2 separate regions of the Mus musculus genome follow, and region 1 is linked to region 2. A link is a contact called in public HiChIP or PLAC-seq data. All regions are on one chromosome and are shown on one strand. The core of a region is the stretch at or near the end of the contact, and the rest is flanking DNA. Distances in the headings are between cores, read along the strand shown.

The links. HiChIP or PLAC-seq counts read pairs in DNA pulled down with a chosen protein or histone mark.
Region 1: an H3K4me3 HiChIP or PLAC-seq map of forebrain shows a contact between it and region 2, with 2.8 times the contacts expected there. The contact joins the enhancer-like site here to the promoter of Wsb1 in region 2. A contact is called at or near these places in 3 of 39 promoter capture datasets (the SN4741 cell line, hippocampal neurons and macrophages), 1 of 15 datasets of contacts at CTCF or cohesin (the NIH/3T3 cell line), 1 of 484 Hi-C or Micro-C datasets (embryonic stem cells), 8 of 115 datasets of contacts at active chromatin or transcription factors (the 230-238 cell line, cardiomyocytes, embryonic basal ganglia and 4 more) and 2 of 9 other capture datasets (adipose tissue and liver).

What each region holds. Positions count from the first base shown.
Region 1 is chr11:79,426,213-79,430,838 of GRCm38.p6, forward strand. It overlaps Nf1 (neurofibromin 1), which reads left to right. Exons shown (of 58, transcript NM_010897.2): 14 at 2,366-2,479. Among named protein-coding and RNA genes, the nearest start is that of AU040972, 56 kb to the right of the region's middle. Within about 2 kb of position 1,574, at least 43 of the 459 cell types and tissues checked have an H3K27ac peak or open chromatin away from gene starts, as enhancers often do. A contact at or near this core is called in embryonic stem cells and forebrain, where this site is marked.
Region 2 is chr11:79,252,996-79,257,371 of GRCm38.p6, forward strand. It overlaps Wsb1 (WD repeat and SOCS box-containing 1), which reads right to left and starts at 1,700. Exons shown (of 9, transcript NM_019653.3): 1 at 1,358-1,700. The coding sequence starts at 1,397.

The DNA.
Region 1 (4,626 bases), core at 324-2,823, 170 kb after region 2:
CTGCTTTACTTAGTCTCGGCACCTTAGGCTTCTCATCTGAAAAGGTAGGCAGTAATATAGTTCCTACCTCAGAGAGACCATTAAGAGTGAAATAGATTGTGTAAGGCTTTTAGGAACAATTCGTAGTGTATAGTAAGCAATAAAATTAGTTACTGCTATTTTTAGTAAGATACAGTTAGCGTTAGCATTCTTACTGTCCAAGTAAAACAGTTTGAATTGTTCACAGGATGGTCTGTTTAACTTTTATCAAGTCTCTATAGTCCTAGACTGTTGGGGTCGGCCTGCTGCTCTCATGTCTGGGTTCGAGCCTGGGAGGCAGCCTGGAACTGAAAAAGAAGAGGGAAACTAGGTGGACAAGAGAGAGATATGGAACCAAGACAGTATTCTGATCAAGGCTCAAATTTTTAATGGCAGACACGCTTTATAAAGGAGGGGGGAAGCCCATTCCTGCCAAATCATCCTTGGAGCCGAGCTGCAGGTGACCACGTGTAGGCGGACTCCCAGCAGGTAGCAGCAGAGGCAGTGGCTGAACAGCAGAGTGATCCAGGGAGGCAGGCTCCACCCTAGGTGATCTCCTTAGTGGCATAGCAAAGTCAAGGTCTGGCTCAGCTTGCTTCAGGCTTGGGGGAGGCTACACTAGGCCTATCAAGTCTCTAGACCATCAGGTAAAGCCTTCTGCTTTACTCAGTGTCAGGCTCATCCTTTGGTGCTTTATGGTTTTGCAGCTATGCTCTTCAAATTACTAAAATGAAGGCATTCATGACTAAGTGGCTGTGGTTTCAAGAATTCTATGAACCCCACGTTTTGAGTGTGTGTGCACACACGTGTTTTTGTTTGATTTTTGAGACAAAATCTTGCTGTGTATACTAGGTTGGCATTGAATTTATTATGTATGACATACTGACCTCAGATTTGTTGGGTATCCCAGGCTGGCCTTGAACTAGATGTTGCTGAGTGCTGGAATTACAGAAATGTACTGTCATGCCTCCACTCTAGAATTTTAAAAAATATTTACATATGAATAGTTTTTCTGATAATGAGAGATAATAGAGCCAGAGTGGATGAAGTTCCTAAAGTATGGGTTACCCCAAAAGAAGACCTATTATCTTTTTGTGTTTTTTGAAAAGTCCACCCAAATTTGAGAGTTTAATAGAATAAACAGTTAAATCTTTAGTTTGGAAAAGTTTTAAAAATTTTGTTAGTGGACTCTGAAAATTAACTTTGTTCTTTTGGTTTCTCGGGTGTGTGGCATGAACTGTGGTGACATCTCACTGTGCTTGCTACAGGATGCTAGGGTTACTCTGTTTACTTGGCTGCAGTTTTATGTTCACCAGTGAACCAGGGTCACCAGTGATTTTCATGTTAAATAGGTTATTGTTTGAAGAACAAGGGTTGAATTGTTTGAGGGAAAATAGTTTTTAAGTAAAATTTGCTGTCTTCCAAGAGTTATGGAATCCTTTTTACTTCCCTTGATGAGGATGATTGAACCAGAATCAGGTAGTTTTGTAAAGCAGGCAAAAGCTCCACCCCCGGCCTACTCCTGCGTTTTGTGGGCTTTGTTTTGTGTTTGGGGGAGTTGAGAGGGTGGGTGGGGTTTCCTTTGATAGGCTAATTGTCACTACCCAGGACAGCTGCCTAGCTTCATGGACAGTGCTTTCTTTGCTGCCATCTAGTGGTTAAGTGACTTTCCTCAGTAACCCAGGAAAGTAAAACAATATTGTACACATAAATTCTAAACCTTAGTTACTAGGAGAAATGTAAAGATGGTCTCCATCATGGGATCTTGTTGAAGTAATTTGATTGTGTCTTGTGTTTGTACCATCTTTGTCCTGGTTCCTGTCACTCTATGTGTTCCCAGCTACTACCATTTCTTACATTCCCCAATCATTTCTCTGCACTGTGTTAGAATGGTCTCTTTAAAGACTTTTGTCATGCCTGGTCCAACTTAAATATCTTTTAGCTAACGTTGCTCTTGGATAACAGGTAAGTGGATCTTTGAGTTCATGACCAGCCTGGTCTAGAGTGAGATCTGGGACAGTGAGGGCTATGTAGAGAAACTCTGTCTTAAAAAACAAAACCACCCCCACCCCCCCAACCCAGAATGTGAAGATTGACGGGGCCGGAGAGATGGCTCAGTGCTTAAGTACTTTCTGCTTTTTCCAAAGTGCCTGCCTTTGGTTCCCAGACACAGGCAGGCAGATCACTACTGACTGTAGCTCCAGCTCCAAGGAAGCCAACACTCTTCTGCCTCCATGGCCACCTGCACCCATGTCCTGTCTACACACATGCATATAAATAATAAATAATATATAAATAATAAATACAGTTATTAAAAGCAAAACTGAAGTTTGTTTTTCTCCTACAGAATCCAAGAAAACAGGGCCCTGAAACTCAGAGCAGTACAGCAGAACTAATTACAGGGCTCGTACAACTGGTTCCTCAGTCACACATGCCAGAGGTCGCTCAGGAGGCTATGGAGGTAAAGGAAGTGAATTCTGGGCTTTTGAAAGAAAGACTGTAACTGTCTCTGATCTTTTTCTGAGAACTTAATTTTTTAAGCAATTATTTGACTCTTTCTATGTGCTTTCTCTTAAAAATATATTTTAAAAATTTTAAATTGTTTGTGTGTGCATATGAAAATCAGAGGAAACTCAGGTTTCTGGTCTTGGATAGCAAATACCTAACCAGCTGTAGGTTATTCATTTGTTTTTTGAGACAAGATTTTTACGCTATTGTCCTGCCTGGTCTCTAAATCCTAAAACAATCCTCCTCCTTCAACTGTAATACTAGCTAGAATTTTAGTTGTATGTCACAAGTCATGTTGTATTTGAATTACATTGTGTAAAAAATTTTTGGAAGTTTGTAGTTTCTTTATTCCTTACTTTCTTTTTATGTCTGCATAATGGGGGTAGGGTGTGCCTGCACTCGCAGTGGCACGTCTGGAGATGAGGGGAGAGCCTGTGGCGTTTCTCTTCTCCGTCCACCTTTATATGGGTTCCGAGGATTGAACTCAGGTGCTCAGGCTTCTGTAACTGTTCCTTACTGCTGAGCCAGGTAGTGGATGGTAGACGTTCAGTGTGGTTTCTGTTTGAGGATTTCTACAAATAATACTATTAAAGTTACTGTATCATTTAATATTTCCATTAGCAGTGTATTGGTGTTTTGGTATTTCTCCATTGTTGATGACACTCATTATTGTTTGTTTTTAAATTATAGTAAACCTACTGTGTTAACAAAGGTGACTTTTTAAAAAATTATATTTGTAGCTGGATGGTTGTGGTGCATGCCTTTAATCCTAGTACTCAGGATACAGAGGCAGGTGGATCTCAGAGGCAGGCTAATCTCAACCAAGCCTACATAGAAAGACCCTATCTCAAAACAACAGAAAAATTACATTGACGTATTTATTGTATGGGAGGATGTGTGCATAGCACAGCATATAGGAAGAGGTCAGAGGGTAACTTGTAGGAGTTGGTTCTTTCTTCCCACCACTGGGTCCTAGGGATTGACCTCCCGTTGTCAGGCTTCTACTGACAGCAGTGCCTTTACTTACTGAGCCAGCTCATCAGCTTAGAGTTTACTTGTTTTTAAAATTATCTTTAATCTTTTTCTTTTTTTTAGTCCAGTTGTTATCCCCCTCCTGGTCCGCCCACCAACAGTTCCTCCTCCCATACGCCCCTCCCCCAGTTTTCAAAAGGATGTCTCCACCTCCAACCCACCCCAAGTCTCTAGAGGGTTAGTGTGTCTTCTCTCACTGAGGCAAGACCAGGCAGTCCTCTGCTGTATATGTGTCCAGGGCCTCATATCAGCTAGTGTATGCTGCCTGGTTGGCGGCTCAGTGTCTAAGAGATCTCAGGGTCTGGATTAGATGAAACTGCTGGTCTTCCTATGGGGTCACCCTCCTCCTCAGCTTCTTCTAGCTTTTCCCTAATTCAACCCCAGGGGTCCCCAACTTCAGTCCACTGATTGGGTATAAATATCTGTGTCTTGCTGCTTTTTGGGCCTCTCGGAAGGCAGCCATGCTAGGCTTCTGTCTGTACATCATAGCATCAGTAATAGTGTCAGGCCTTTGAGCCTGCCTTTGAGATGGATCCCGATTTGGGCTGGTCACTGGACCTCCTCAGAGTTTACTTTGAAGTGTTATTTTTGTACTGACAACCTAAACATACACCTTTAATCTAAATGAAATTTATTTTTTTATAATTAACATATACGACTAGTTTAAGACTTAAGAATATATTCAGCCCAGAAAGTTTCCTTTCTGCAGTTAATACTACCCTTATTTTGTTACCTCCCTTAAGTTAGGAAAAGAATTTTGACACTCTTGTATTGTCACACATGTTAGTTCCCTTTTCCTGGTTGTTGATGAATATTGCACTGGCTTGTTCACTAATGGGCTCAATTGGTAGACAACATGCACTTCTATTGAATGTCAGCCTTGTATTCCTTTGCCGTCCCCATCCCTTCTTACCCCGTGTCTTTCCCTTGGCTCCTTTGTAATAATTGATTTGCTTTGTTAATGTAATTAGTTTGCATTTTAAATAAATGAAATAAAGGTTTTTATTTTTAGTTCAGCATAATTGCTGTAATTGTATTGTGTTAGTGGTTGGTTTATCTCAAGGTTCC
Region 2 (4,376 bases), core at 450-2,949:
GGTTCAAACACCAAACCCCAAGAAACAATTCACTAACTCATCTTCAAATGTAAGACATTCTAATTGTTACATAGTCAGCATTTTTCTAAGTGCCTTCACGTTTCCTTGTTAGCTAACAGACACAAACGATTTTTATACTTTAATTAGCTGCTTTAAATACTCAAGTACTGACTAGTAAAATATTATCAACCTCAAGGTTTTTCTCTAAAGTGCTTTGGGGAAAAAAAAAAGTAATGGGGCAGTGGGTGGGAACCAGCCCTAAAACCCAACCTATCTGCATAGCACTTACATCATGAGTCATCACTGAACAAGGCTAACCAGATTCAAGTTCTTCCTCACATTCCATCCTCCGATTTCACGACCAGAAAGGAAGTGTGACAGTGCCTTGTTAAAGAGGGTAGTAGCTCAGTTATAGCCTGACCTGGAACTCTTCACACACTCATGGAGTCCTGCCCCTACCTTTAGCATGGACATGAAAATCCAATTGACAAAACTGTAAAGTCAGTGTCTACTGACGATAATTTTGTTCAACGAATGTCATCCAATGGGCTCAAAGGTGACTCCTTTGAGAGAATTTAAATAATGCTAAGTGCTTTAAAGGGGCCAACGGGCAGGTCTGGCCCACGCCCTTCCACTCCCCATTGTCCAGGCTTCAGCCAGACGCGTGACAGGTCTAGCCACGGCTACATCCTCTGTACAATAGCCCTCCTTCAGCCATTCCACCTATTCTCACGGCTCCTTCCACCCCCACCCCCCCGTGTAGGTGGGCAACATATTCCCTCCTTAGAACCCTTCACTTTCATAACGCCATCCTTTAAAAAACACTAAAACTTTTTTTTCTACGCCGCTGACACCTCTCCAGGTCCCTTTCTCAATAGAGTACCGGACATACAGATGCTGCTGTTCCTGCTGCGCCTCAAAAAACACAAAAGTTCACAACTTCTTCCCACCAAAGAGAGCCTAGGATAGACCACTTAGCCTATGCTAGTAACTCTCCAGGTCCATTCGATATCCAAGACACAGCCGGGAGAATCCCAGGACGTCCGATCCGCACCCCAGCTGTGATGGTGTCACTAGGGTTTGCCCGGCGCTGAGCAAACTCGGGAGGCCCGCTCTGGGTCCATTCACTCCCGGCCGACGCCCATCGCGGGACCGCTTCCTCCCGCCACGCAGCGTCAGTCCTTGCTCCTCTCCATTTCTCCGGAGCCCGGGCATCCGGTCCCCCGCGCTCGTGGGCCTTGGCATCGGACTTCCCCGTTCTCCCATCCCCCACCCCCGTTTTCCCCCCGGGCCCCGGAGCCAGCCCCTTCACGCTCTGCCGGTAGACCCCGCGCTCCCCCTCCATCCCGAGCCTCACCGATCTCTTTCTCGTTAACCCTCGGGGGAAAGCTGGCCATCTATGGGGCACCGTCTGATTCCGGGAACTCGATTCGGACGCGACAACAGAGAAGGGACTCAGCGGGGGCTGAGGGGCGTGACGCGGGCTCAGGCTCTCCCGGGTGTGGAGACTGCAGAGAGAGCGCGGGCGGCCGCTGCGGCTTCTGCGGACTGCCCGGAGGAAATCACCGGAATGCCTGGAACAAAGCCACCGGGTCACACTCAGACAAAAGAGCCGGCGCGCCTTCCACTCACAGACTCACACAGCCCGCCAATGCTTCCGCCGCCAAACCAGACACTGAGACAAGATGGCGGGCGGCACTGATAATATCTGGGAGGCGGGGTGTAGTGGGTGACGTCAGACCATCAGGCCCCGCCCCTCGACGCAGGGGACGTGATGGTCTGGATTCACGGACGGGCGTGAGCCCTCAAAGCGCGACCTGCGGGCATTTTCGAAGTCGAAGGCTCATTGCCAAGGGCAAGCCCGGGATTATATAATGCACGTGACCGAACCGGAAAGGGCAAAGTAGACGTTTCACGTGCTTAATCCCTTTTAGCTACGTCTCTGGCTCCTTAGTACCTGGGAAGTGAAGGTTGCGCTGAAGAAAGATATGATGGAAACTAGCATAGTGGTGTCCAATTGGTCAGGACAGAACAAACTGGTTTTAGGAAAGACTCAGTTGATGAAGGAGACCCAGGGTGATGGGCACCTCTGAGGCCTCCCCAAGACTGCCTCTGTTCTAATTGGTCCCTAAAGTCAGGTCTCCTGAAGAGCTGGCCAATATGACCTCTACCTCAGAATCTGCCCTTCTTCCACAGAAGTTGAGGTCTCTAGGAAGCAGCTAGCTATTCCACATCATTGTTTGGGTGTGCCCCACATCTCAATCTAAGTACCATCTATAAATGATGTCATTGCATTTTAGTGGCCCTTGCGGGACTCTTTCTTCCAAAGGATAACAGATAACGGCTTAGATTTTCTCAGATACTCCTGGAAGACAGAATTGCCCAGCATAACTTTAGATCTCAAACACCATAGGTAGTGCATGTACTGTGTGCATGTCCCTTTGCCCAAGGTAGAAATTCTTAAGATCATGATGATTAATAGAAATAAATCATCCCCTTCTTTAAAAAAAATTACTTGGTTACTGCTTGACAATATGTTTGTCCAGAACTTCATGCACGGCAATGGTGCTGCCTGACGAACAGTAGAAGGAAAAAGAAAATTCAATCTTGTCAAATACAGACCATTATTGTCCCCTAATGTTTTTAGCTTATTTATTTATTATGTGTGTATGAGATATGTGCATGTTTTTGAGTCTTTTTTTTTTTTTGAGAGTTCATGTGTCTTAAATGCTTCTGTGTGAATGCAGGCATTCAGAGGTCAGATGACATCCTAGGATATGAGTCCTCACCTCCCACCTTTCCTGAGACAGGGTCTCTCATGATTTCAGTGCTTGTATACCATGCTAGCTGGCCCTGTAACTTCCCGACTCCCTGACAGCCCTGTTAGAGTGAAGGGATTGTAGAGTAGTAGTCTGTAATCTCCTGCCTTCTGCTTTAACCTGGGTTCTGGGCTTTCGAACGGTCAGGTTTGCATTTTCACCTCTGAGCCATCTTCCCAGCTATTTTTTTTTTGAGTTTTCATACAAAAATATGCAGATTTCACAAACTTGCAGGGCTGGAGGAGGGGGGTATAGCTCAGTTAGTAAAATATTTGTCTAGTATACAGGAACCATGGAGTCCAGCTCCAGTTCCTCAGAAACCTAAAGCAAATGGTACATGCTCGAAAGCCCAGCTCTTGGCAAGCAAAGGCACAAGAATCAAGAACTTAAGATCACTTCTGCTATATAGCAAGTATGAGGCCAACCTGGCTCCAAGACTCTTATCTTCAAACAATCTGGAAGGCTTCAGGAATTCGTGAGTCAGCCTTGCTCGGGAGTTATGCTGATTTGTTTGGTTGTTGGTTTGGTTTGGTTTTTTGAGACAGGGTTTCTTTGTGTAGCCCCAGCTGTCTTGGAATAGCTCTGTAGACCAGGTTGGCCTTGAACTCCAAGAGATTTGCCTGCCTCTGCCTCCCAAGCACTGGGATTAAAGGTGTGTGTCACCACTGCTGAGCTGACACTGTTGTTTAGTACAGACATTGCCCAAGTGAGCACCCTGTTAATATTTTTTGGCTAACTGCTGTAACTCCCAACTAATTACACTACACCATAGAAATCCATGGAAAATAACCATTCTTGAGAGCCTGCTTGTGAGTTATATTTTCTTACCTTTCTTTTCATTATTTTGCTTGTGAAGTATTTGAAGGACTTTTTCACAGAATTGTTTAACTCCCACTTAATGTGAGTAGCCTATAGATGCCTTGAAGATTTTCTTAACTACAAAGTGTGACCAGTAAAATGAAAAATAATTGTCTCATTTGTGTGCCCATTGGTGATTATACCTAATATTTGTAGGGTCATGTTACGTTGTGGGCATTGGGGTGCATCAGTGCTTCATTAATTAACCATTTAACATTCGTGACAAAGCGAGGAGCTCACTTGCCATTGGGAAGGTCAACATGGTTAATATAACAGGCTCTAAAATCATCTAGGAGACAAACTTCTGGACATGTCCATGAGAAAGGGTCTAGATTTTGGGGTAGGAAGACTCACCCTAAATTTGGGCAACATCATTCCCTGGGCAAGGGGTGGAGTGAATTAAAAAGACAAAGCTAGGGCTTAGAGAGGTATCTTAGTGGTTAAGAGCACTGGCTGTTCTTCCAGAAGATCCGGGTTCAATTCCCAGTACCCACAGATGGCTCACAACTGTCCATAAATCCAGTTCTAGGGGACTTCTTACCACCTCAGGTGCTGCACACATAGGATAGACACACATACACTCAGCTACACAAATAAAATTAAAAACTCAATCACTACACATTCATTCACTTAATCTCATTCTGAAGTTATTCGGAAGCATTGCTCTGTGTAGCTGTGTGCTGTGTGGCTTTGCCTTTG